Regions from separate parts of the Macaca mulatta genome. Here region 2 is linked to region 1. A link is a contact called in public Hi-C data. All regions are on one chromosome and are shown on one strand. The core of a region is the stretch at or near the end of the contact, and the rest is flanking DNA. Distances in the headings are between cores, read along the strand shown. Region 1 holds the start of YY1 (YY1 transcription factor). Region 2 holds the start of WDR25 (WD repeat domain 25).

What was found. Hi-C and Micro-C count contacts between places; a contact is called where the count stands out from the background.
Region 2: a contact with region 1 is called in a Hi-C map of liver, with 5 times the contacts expected there. The contact joins the promoter of WDR25 here to the promoter of YY1 in region 1. A contact is called at or near these places in 2 of 14 Hi-C or Micro-C datasets (fetal cortex germinal zone and liver).

Annotation. Positions count from the first base shown.
Region 1 is chr7:173,574,649-173,579,426 of T2T-MMU8v2.0, reverse strand. YY1 (YY1 transcription factor) reads right to left here and starts at 1,695. Exons shown (of 5, transcript XM_015144480.3): 1 at 657-1,695. The coding sequence starts at 1,335.
Region 2 is chr7:173,716,102-173,721,149 of T2T-MMU8v2.0, reverse strand. It overlaps WDR25 (WD repeat domain 25), which reads right to left and starts at 1,702. Exons shown (of 7, transcript XM_028851833.2): 1 at 1,472-1,702. WARS1 (tryptophanyl-tRNA synthetase 1) reads left to right here and starts at 1,659. Exons shown (of 11, transcript XM_001105926.5): 1 at 1,659-2,691.

The sequences.
Region 1 (4,778 bases), core at 446-2,945:
GCAGCGTGACCGCCGGGGCAGGGTCCAGCCCGGCGCTGGGTGGGCGGGGAGCAAGGAGGCCGGAGGCGCCCACGCGTGCCACGACCCCCCTTCTGGAAGGTGCCTCCCGGGAGCAGTTGGGAGTCCGGGGAAGTGGGGGCCGGGCGGGGCAAGAGCCCGCGGCGCCCTCCAGCGGCCGGCGGGGTAACGGCAGCGCCGGGAGGGGGCGCGCGTCCCGGAGGCAGCAATCCCTGGCCCGCGAGGCCGCGGCGCAGCCCCGCCAACGCCCGCCCGCCTCCCGCCCGGGCCGGGGGCGCGCGGCTGCCGCCACAACGGGCCGGCGGGCGCGCCCGTTGATGCGGGCGCCGGGGAGCGAGCGCGCCGGCCCCTCCCCCGGCCGTCCCCGCCCCGCGCGGCGCTTCCCCCTCTCGGAGAAACTACGCCATTGCGGCCTAGCCGGGCGGCGCCGGCCCCTCCCCCCGCGGCCCGCCGCCATCTTCGCGGCCCGCCGCCGGCCGCCGCCGCCGCCGCGCCCCCGCCGCCGCACGGCCCGCCATCTTTTGGGGCCGCCATACTTGCCCTGGCGAAGAAGATGGCGGCGCCCATCACACACATAAAACATGGCTTCCCTTCAAAACAAAAACATCCCGGGGCCGGGGCGCGCGGCCGGCGCTCACCTGAGGACCACATGGTGACCGAGAACTCGCCCTCCAGGGTCTTGATCTGCACCTGCTTCTGCTCCCACTTCTTGTTGCCCGGGTCGGCGCCGCCGCCGCCCGCCGCGCCGGCCCCGCCGCTGAGGTAACTCTTCTTGCCGCTCTTCTTGCCGCCGCCCTTCTTGACGCGGCCGCCGCCCGACGACGAGGAGCCGCCGCCGCCGCTCTTGCCGGCCGCCGCCACGGTGACCAGCGTCTGCTCAATGTAGTCGTCGTCGCCGCCGGCCGGCGCGGGCACCGGGATGAGGATCTGATCCTCGAAGCCGTCCTCGGCGCGCAGCCCGTCCGAGTCGTCGCCGCCCACCACCTCCTCGCGCGTCTGCACCAGGATCACCTCCTGGTGGTGGTGCACCTGGGTCGGGTCGTCGGTAACCAGCGGCTGCAGCGCGATCATGGGCGGGTGGTGGTGGTGGTGATGGTGGTGGTGGTGGTGGCCGGCGTGCCCGTGGCCGCCCCCGCCGCCGTGGTCGCCGCCGCCGCCGTCCTCGTCGTCTTCGTCCTCCTCCTCCTCCTCGCCCACCACTGTGGTCTCGATGGTCTCCACCGGGATGGTCTCCACCTCGATCTCGTGCAGCTCCACGATCTCGGCCGGCATCTCCGAGCCGTCCGTGGCGATGTAGAGGGTGTCGCCCGAGGCCATGGCTGAGAGCTCCGCCGCCACGGCCGCGGCGGCCTCGGCTCCTCGGCTGCGGGCGGGCGGGCGAGGAGGCGGCCGGCCGTGGGGAAGGAAGGCAGAGGGAGGAAGGCGGCGAGCGGGCGGGGGGAGAGGGGGCGGGCGGCGGGGGAAGGGGCGGGCGCGGCGGCCGCGGCGGCGGCGGGGCTTCCCCGCCTCCCTCGCCTCGGTGCGCCCCGCGCTCGCTCGGCCGCTGCTCGTCCCGGCTCCCCGCCTCGCCTCGCCGCAACCGCCCGCCCTGGCCGCGCCTCCTCCCGCCCTCCGGGCCGGCGCTCCGCTTCCCCCTTCCTCCTGCGCCTCCGCCTCCTTCCACACAAATACCAACTCCTCAACCCGAGCCCAGATCTCGCCGCCGCCGCCGCCGCCACACTCTGCTCGGGCCCGGCCTCGCGAGACTTCCGCGCTGGCCTCAGCCCGCCCCGCCTCGCTGCCACTCGCCCGCTCGCCCTCTCGATTCTCCCTCTCGGCCAATCGAGCTATCCGCTGGCCTCCGCGGCCCCGCCTACTCGCTGGGCTCCTCCCGGATTGGGGCCGGTGGGACCGGGGGCGGGGCGGCTCGCACGCGCGCAGGCTGGCCCGCGGCGCGTGACGTCAGCGCGCCGCCGCCGCCGCCACCGCCTCCCGCAGCTCGGAGTCGCGCGGCTCCCGCCCTTCGCGGTGCTACAGCCACAAAACACGCCGCCTCGGGCCGGGGCCGCACTCGGGAGCGGGGCGTCGCCGCTGCAGCCGCCGCCTTGGGAGCCGGTGAGCGGTCCGCGCGGCCCCGGGCACCACGGGGGCGGGAGCCTGAGGAGAAGGGAGGGAGGGGCCGGCCGGGCGCCGGGTTGAGGCAGGTGGGCGGCCCGGGGACCGAGCGGGGAGCGGCCGGCGCGTGCAGGGCGGCCCAGTCGCCCCAATAAAGTCTGCTTTGACGAGAAACGCCTGTGCTTCCTTTTTCGCGTCGGGCGGCGTTTGCTCTTGGCGCCTGGCTTCGGGCGAGCGATGGCCGCGGGGTGAGTGGAGGGCCGAACGGATAAAGACGGGCGACGCGGGCAGCGTCCCGCATCTCGCCGCGAACTCCCGGCTGGGTGCGGGGCCGAGCGCGGGGTCGGCGCGAGCTCGGCGGAAGCGCCCGCGGAGCCCCTGGGCCACCGTTGGGAGGATGTCCGTTATTCTTTTGTGACCCGCGGAAACCTGAGACGCAGCCGTTGGGTGCCTGTTTCCCCGTAGATCTTAGAACTACAGGGTCCTGGCGGCTTTCTAAATTTCCTTTTGAGCTTCCCCTTCTTCGCTCTCCAACCAGCCATTGTTTTCCTTGCCCACCATTTCCCCCTATTTGTCACTTTCATATTTACTCCTCCTTACGCCCGCCAGGTTTTGCATTTGTCTGGTTGAAAAGTCCAAAGTTTTTCGGCCGTGTCCTCCATTATACCTGCAACAGAGCATAGATTTGTTTATTTATTTATTTTGTGGCACGGATTAGCGGCGAGTTAAACCTTCCTGAATGAGGTATACTGCAGCGAAGTGTTTTTGCTCTTATCTGTCCTTTTGGTCGACCTGACAGTTTGCCTTAAAGCAAAACAAAGATTTCCTGATTTTTAAGGAAACTATGACAATTGAAGATTTGGACACGTGTGTCTTTGTTGTACTCGTTTGGCCGATTTAACGCCTTTGTGAATTTGTTCAACTTGAATATTCTCAGCGTTTACTGTTTTGTAATAGTGTTCATGCAGTTGAGGCCCATGATTATTCTGAACTGTACGCAATACATTAATCTTAGGCTCAACTTGTTAAAACAAGTAGACTATACATTCTCATTGAAAGGCAACTTTGTAAATCCTAGTTCCTTCTTATTGCTAAATGATATTGCACTTGATTTTTGAGAATATTAGTGGAAGGAGTGACAAATTAGATCGTTTTCTTTTTGAATCTGAGCTTTGAAACCTGAATAATTCCCCTTGGAGTACTGCACCCACACAGTTTGGAAAAGTCAAATCTGTTGAATTAAGTCATTTCTGGCTTTATAGCTTATAAACTCTGCATAAATATTTCATGAATGAAAACCAGTTGTGGGAGAACTTTTACATGTCTTAATGCTTTGTAAATTTCACTTTCCCCACTCTCTAGTAATTGATGGGGAAATGGCATTGCAAGTAGTTGATACATCCCCATAAACACCAGTTGTCAGAGCAAGAGAAATGAGGTAATTACCCATTAAGCATCCTGGCTTCTGAGCTGTACATCTGTAGATGTTCACATTCAAGTGGAGAAAGCGAAAAAGGATTCAAAGCTGTGAGGAATGCTGGTAGGTCAGAAAGCACTAAGATGCTCCTGAAGGCCATCCTAGTACCTGCTCCAGAAAATAGCTTTTTAAACTTGCCCCATAGGAGGTTGCCTGTTAGGCAACCTCTAGTGGGAGATATTTCTAGTGGGAGATATTTCTCTAGTGGGAGATATTCTTGTCTTCCACTGTTTAACTGTGGAGTATCTTATGACTAGACATGCAAAGATAATGTGTTGTGTGACTCGCCTGCTTGCACTTGCTAAAGGTAAAAATTATTTTAAAAGGACAAGTCAAATTGCGGTTTCAGAATCATGGAATTCTAAAAGAGGATAGGCTGGGCGTGGTGGCTCACGCCTGTAATCCCAACACTTTGGGAGGCTGATGTGGGTGGATCACCTGAGATCAGGAGTTCCAGGCCAGCCTGGCCAACATGGTGAAACCCCATCTCTACTAAAAATACAAAAATAAGCTGGGCGTGGTGGTGCACGCCTGTAGTCTCAGCTACTTAGGAGGCTGAGGCAGGAGAATTGCTTGAAACCAGGAGGCCGAGGTTGCAATGAGACGAGATTGCTCCACTGCACTCCAGCCTGGGTGACAGAGTGAGACTCTGTCTCAAAAAAATAGTAATAAAAGGCCGGGCGTGGTGACTCAAGCCTGTAATCTCAGCACTTTGGGAGGCCGAAGTGGGTGGATCACGAGGTCAGGAGATCAAGACCATCCTGGATAACACGGTGAACACTAAAAATTAGCCGGGCGTGGTGGCAGGCACCTGTAGTCCCAGCTACTCGGGAGGCTGAGGCAGGAGAATGGCGTCAAACTGGGAGGCGGAGCTTGCAGTGAGCCGAGATCCTGCCACTGCACTCCAGCCTGGGCAACAGAGCGAGACTCTGCCTCAAAAAAAAAAAAAAAAAAAGGTAATAAAAGTGAGGATAATTTAACTGCTATGTTTTTTTGTTTTTGTTTTTCTGAGGCAGGGTCTAGCTGTGTCTCCCAGGCTAGAGTACAGTGGCACAGTCATAGCTTACTGCAGCCTTGAATTCCTGGATTCAAACAATCCTCCCACTTCAGCCTCCCAAAGAACTAAGGACTACAGGTGCACCACCGCATGCCCAGCTAATTAAAAAAATATTTTTTAATTATTAATTTT
Region 2 (5,048 bases), core at 453-2,952, 140 kb before region 1:
TCTCCCAACAGGTGGAGTCAGATCATATTAAACAGATTCCCTCCAAGTCCTTTGCTAAGTCATTCCAGACAGCCTATTACCCATCTCTTCTGCTAGACAATGGGTTTCAATGTCCCCTGGAATCAACCACCCAACCCCTTCCACACCTTTCCCCCAAATGGCACCATTCGCCTGAGGGTTCCACTGGTCTACAAGTCAGGTCATCATTCCATAAATGTCTGTAGTCAGTCTCCTCTAGTAATGCCGCCCCTGTTCACAGCCCATTCTAGGCAGGTAACAACTTCCACACACAAAGCCAGAGTTCAAATAAAATGGGTGGGCACAGTGGCTCACGCCTGTAATCTTAGCACTTTGGGAGGCCGAGGCGGGCAGATTACCTGAGGTCAGGAGTTCAAGACCTGCCTGGCTAACATGGTGAAACCCCACCTCTACTAAAAATTTTTTAAAAATAAAAATAAAAATAAAAAATAAATTAGCTGGGTACAGTGGCGCATGCCTCTAATCCCAGCTACTCTGGAGGCTGAGGCCGCGGAATTGCTTGAGCCCGGGAGGCAGAGATTGTGGTGAGTGGAGATCACGCCACTGCACTCCAGCCTGGGCTACAGAGCAAGACTTCGTCTCAAAAAAAAAAAAACAAAAACAAAAACAAAACTTCTAAAGCCAGCCAGCCAGCTCATCTCAGATGGAACTAATATAAAAGACTAATTATAAACTAATGGGACCGTGCACTGCAAATAATTTGGCATTTCTGTTCTCCAAATGCTAAACCTGGTCCCCAGGCCACTCTCAACTCCTCTGCCCAGGCACCACCCACCACGCACCCGACTCCTTGCTGTCAAAAGGATCCCACAGATTCCCACCACCAGAGTGCCCGTGCTCCCTCTGGAAGGTGGTGAGGGATTAAACTAAGAGGAACTGAGACAGATGGAAGGGAAGGCAGGGACACTGGAGAAGAGTCTAAGGAAGAAGCGAGTGACTCTGACAATCACTATCAGCATGTCAGCCCCATGAGGACAGGGCTTTCTGTGTTTTGTTCACTATTCAATGCCCAGCGTCCAAAAATATTTCTGGAATGCAAACAGGTGGGAGGGGGAGATGCTGAGGAAGTAAAAGAAATAGGATATTGCCATTCAACAAACATTTCCTGATTACCTACTCTTTGTCAAGCCCTATGCTGGGTCTTGTGTGGGTGGAAATTAAACACAAAACACAGATCCCCCGGAGGCCCCAGACTGATGAAGGCAACAAACAAGATACGACCAGAGATGGAGTTTGAAAGATGAATAGGAGTTAGCCGAGCTGTCAATAGTAAGAAGTAAGGTTGGTCCAAGGCACAGCGCTTTCTGAAGGAACAGGAAGTGATAGGAAGGCGAGCGGCTATGAGAGACCGCGTTAAGAGGCGCGGGGCGCTTATGGACGCTGCCCAGTCCCGGCCCCCTCCAGCCCGGGGCCCGCCGCTCACCACACGCACCGGAAGCGCTCGGTTCTCCCGGAGGCAGACCGGCCAGCACACCACTGTCCAGTCACGTTGCGACGAGGCCCCGGGGCCGCCAGCCAATCAGTGGAGCCCTCTGCCCCGCCCCCGCGTGAACAACCAATGATGGCGCCGTCGGGCCGGAAGTTGTTCCGTCCGGATGGCGTTTCCACGGACGCCCCGGAGACAACCCGTGGCTGAGCCGGGAGTGCTGACAGGCCCGGGTGGGCCGGGTAAGCGAGGGGAGTGAGGCCGGGGCGGAGTGAGGGAACAAGGGAGGGAGTAATGGAGGGACGCCCGCGCGGCGCCCAGCGGCCTGGCCCTCCAGGCAGTATCCTGAGAGCCCGGCTTGCTGCTCGCCGCGTTCTGGCACCGTGAAGGGCGCGGATCCTGCCACCGACCCCTTGCTCCTTTCCTGTGAGCGCCGCCGACCCACCCCGTCCCCCTTTCCCACCGGCATCAACCCTTCATCATCTCCACCTCTTCTCTTTTCCCGAGAAGAGAGGCCCCCATTTTTATTTAGCGCTTGCCATGTGCCAGAGACTTTGCCTAGTGTTGCACTTAGTCCGCTCAATGGTAATGTTAGCAGGCTTCTCCATGCCCATTTCACAGATGAGGAAACCCAAGGGAAGCAGAAAAGTAATGTGACCCTTGCCCAAGGTTTCGAATAAGTCCAAGCTGGGATTGAAACCCAGGCGTCTGTGACCTCAGAACTCCCGATCTTTCCACTACACTGCGCCGCCTCGGTGAACAAATGCGGGGAATTTACGGTTTCTCTTTCTAACGCCCACGACTCCACAAAATCAGTCACACTGACACTGAGGGTGGGGAACGGGAAGAGGGTGGAGAGGTTATTTGGAGGCCAGCGGGGGGTGAGGGGTGGCTGATGCAATGCCCAGCTAATGGCTCGATTCTCAGGAGGGTTTCATTGGTCTCAACCTGGTCCCAGGCAGCCCACCTCTGATTGGACAGTCTCATCAAGAAGGTTGGTCAAGAGCTCAAGTGTTTCTGAGAATCAGGGCGATTTATAAGAAAAGCTTAGCTGAATGCAGGGTGGGGACTGGTAAACAAAAGGAAAAGCCTCTTTTTTCAGAAGGGAAACTGAAAGAAAGAGGGGAAGAGTATTAAAGACCATTTCTGGCTGGGCTGGGCATTCTCAGCTGCTCAACTGCCCAGCGTGACCAGTGGCCACCTCTGCAGAGTCTTCCACAACGTGGGTATGTATTGCCATCTTTGCCAGGCTTAGAGCTTGTTAGTGTTTTTACCAAAGTGCTGAAAACCTTGGTTTAGGGGGTCAGGACTTGTGTCTTTAGGATTAGGGTGTTATGCATTTTACTTCTTCCATTGACCGAAAGTTCAGGTAATTCACTGCTCCCATAGGGAATAGAGATCCTGGCTGAGCAGTCGCGTGCTTGGATTTGTAGCTTGCCTCCCAGCACTCTCATGCTGTCTGTCATAGTTTTCACTGATGCAGCCCCCTTCTGTGCTCAACATCAGAACGTATTGTCATTCTTGTTGTGACACCCCAAAGTGTCTAGTGCCTGGCTTCATATAAATTAATGGCTTTGCCTTTTAAGATAATGTTCATTTGTTATTTGGAGGGGAAAGCGATCTTTCTTTTAGTGTTTAAAAAAAAAAAAAAAGTGGAACATAATGGGTCCCAGAAGGTGTCAAGAAATCCTTGCTCTAAAGAAGTCATTTTCTTGTCCTCTAGGAACTTTCCAGTCCAAAGGCATAGTCACTTACACTCTGGGGCCAAGATTTAAAGGATGGTATTCTACCTCCTGGTGATATTCCAGGGATTCAGAAACACTCCTGGGCTACATCTTCTTCTCAGCTGCTCCAGAATTGGCTGTCTTGATGCCACCCTTCCCCAGATTGCAGAATCAGTGTGTCCTGATCTTCTCTGTGAGATGATTTTTATGCAACCCAAGTCTTTATCATGTTGTTCTGTTAAACAATTCTATAATTCTTTCCACTCCTCATCCCAATACAATACCCAGTTTCTTTAAGTGCCTATTATGCTCCTCCACAACAGTGGAAAATTTCACAATGAGCACAAGATTCAAGTTCTTGAAAAGGGGGTTGGGGGTTAATTTTCAAGAGCCATTTTAGCTTTCTCCTTGAAGGTCTGCTGTGATCTGCTTTGGAGTAGGCAGTTTTGCTCTTTACACGCCCAGTACTTTTGTTTAGGGAAGATAATAGAGTACTTCACTGGTTATAACTGCATTTCTTTGTTTCAGAGTGTAGTATTTGTTAAACAGGTAAATCTAATTCTCTTAAAGACTTAATGTTCTATTTGCAATTTATTTGGTAAACACTGAAGACAATGGTCCTTAACCTTTTGGCATCTCAGCCTCCTCTGGAAAGGTTACGAAGCCAGGAGACGTTGCTCAAAACCATGCACATACCAGTGTACTTGCAAGCACTAATGTAATTTCAGATGTTCATGAACTTCAAGTTGAAAAACCTCTGAAGTTCGGCCGGGCGCGGTGGCTCAAGCCTGTAATCCCAGCACTTTGGGAGGCCGAGACGGGCGGATCACAAGGTCAGGAGATCGAGACCATCCTGGCTAACAAGGTGAAACCCCGTCTCTACTAAAAAATACAAAAAACTAGCCGGGCGAGGTGGCGGGCGCCTGTAGTCCCAGCTACTCGGGAGGCTGAGGCAGGAGAATGGCGTAAACCTGGGAGGCGGAGCTTGCAGTGAGCTGAGATCCAGCTACTGCACTCCAGCTTGGGGGACAGAGCGAGACTCTGTCTCAAAAAAAAAAAAGAAAAGAAAAACCTCTGAAGTTCAACTCAATTCTGAAAGTCAACAAAGAAATAAAAGAGGATGTTGATAGGTAGGGGGAAGAAGAACATTTACACAATAAATGGGATAAACTGATAAATGCATGAAATGAGGAAGATGGTAGTTCCATTCTCCTTGTCTCTGACCACACAGAAAGTTGCATCATACACACACACACACACACACACACATGATTTCAATAGTGTGGTTGATTCCCACACAAAATATATGCCTTGTGATCATAATCATTTGCTATTTCCTCAGTCTAATTTCATTCCCATGTGCTTCTTTTTTTTTTGAAACAGAGTCTCGCTCAGTCACCCAGGCTGGAGTGCAGTGGCGCGATCTCGGCTCACTGCAAGCTCTGCCTCCCGGGTTCACGCCATTCTGCCTCAGCCTCCCAAGTAGCTAGGAGTACAGGCGCCCGCCGTCAGGCTCGGCTAATTTTTTGTATTTTTAGTAGAGACGGGGTTTCACTGTATTAGGCAGGATGGTCTCGATCTCCTAACCTCGTGATCCGCCCACCTCGGTCCCATGTGCTTCTTAAATGGAGTTCTGATAGTTATAGACACATGTTTTTCCCTGCAACAGGGACCCTAAATGCAAGTACAGTTTATCTAGCTGATCCTCTAGCAAAGAAACAGTTATCTATTCTATTGCAATGGGAGATTGGCTCTCCTGGGATCACCCACGCATTCTACCTGGCACTTTCTCCAGGGATTTTTAAGAATAATTTTTATACTTGATTAACTTCAAAACCTTACTGCTGCTGCTTTGTTGC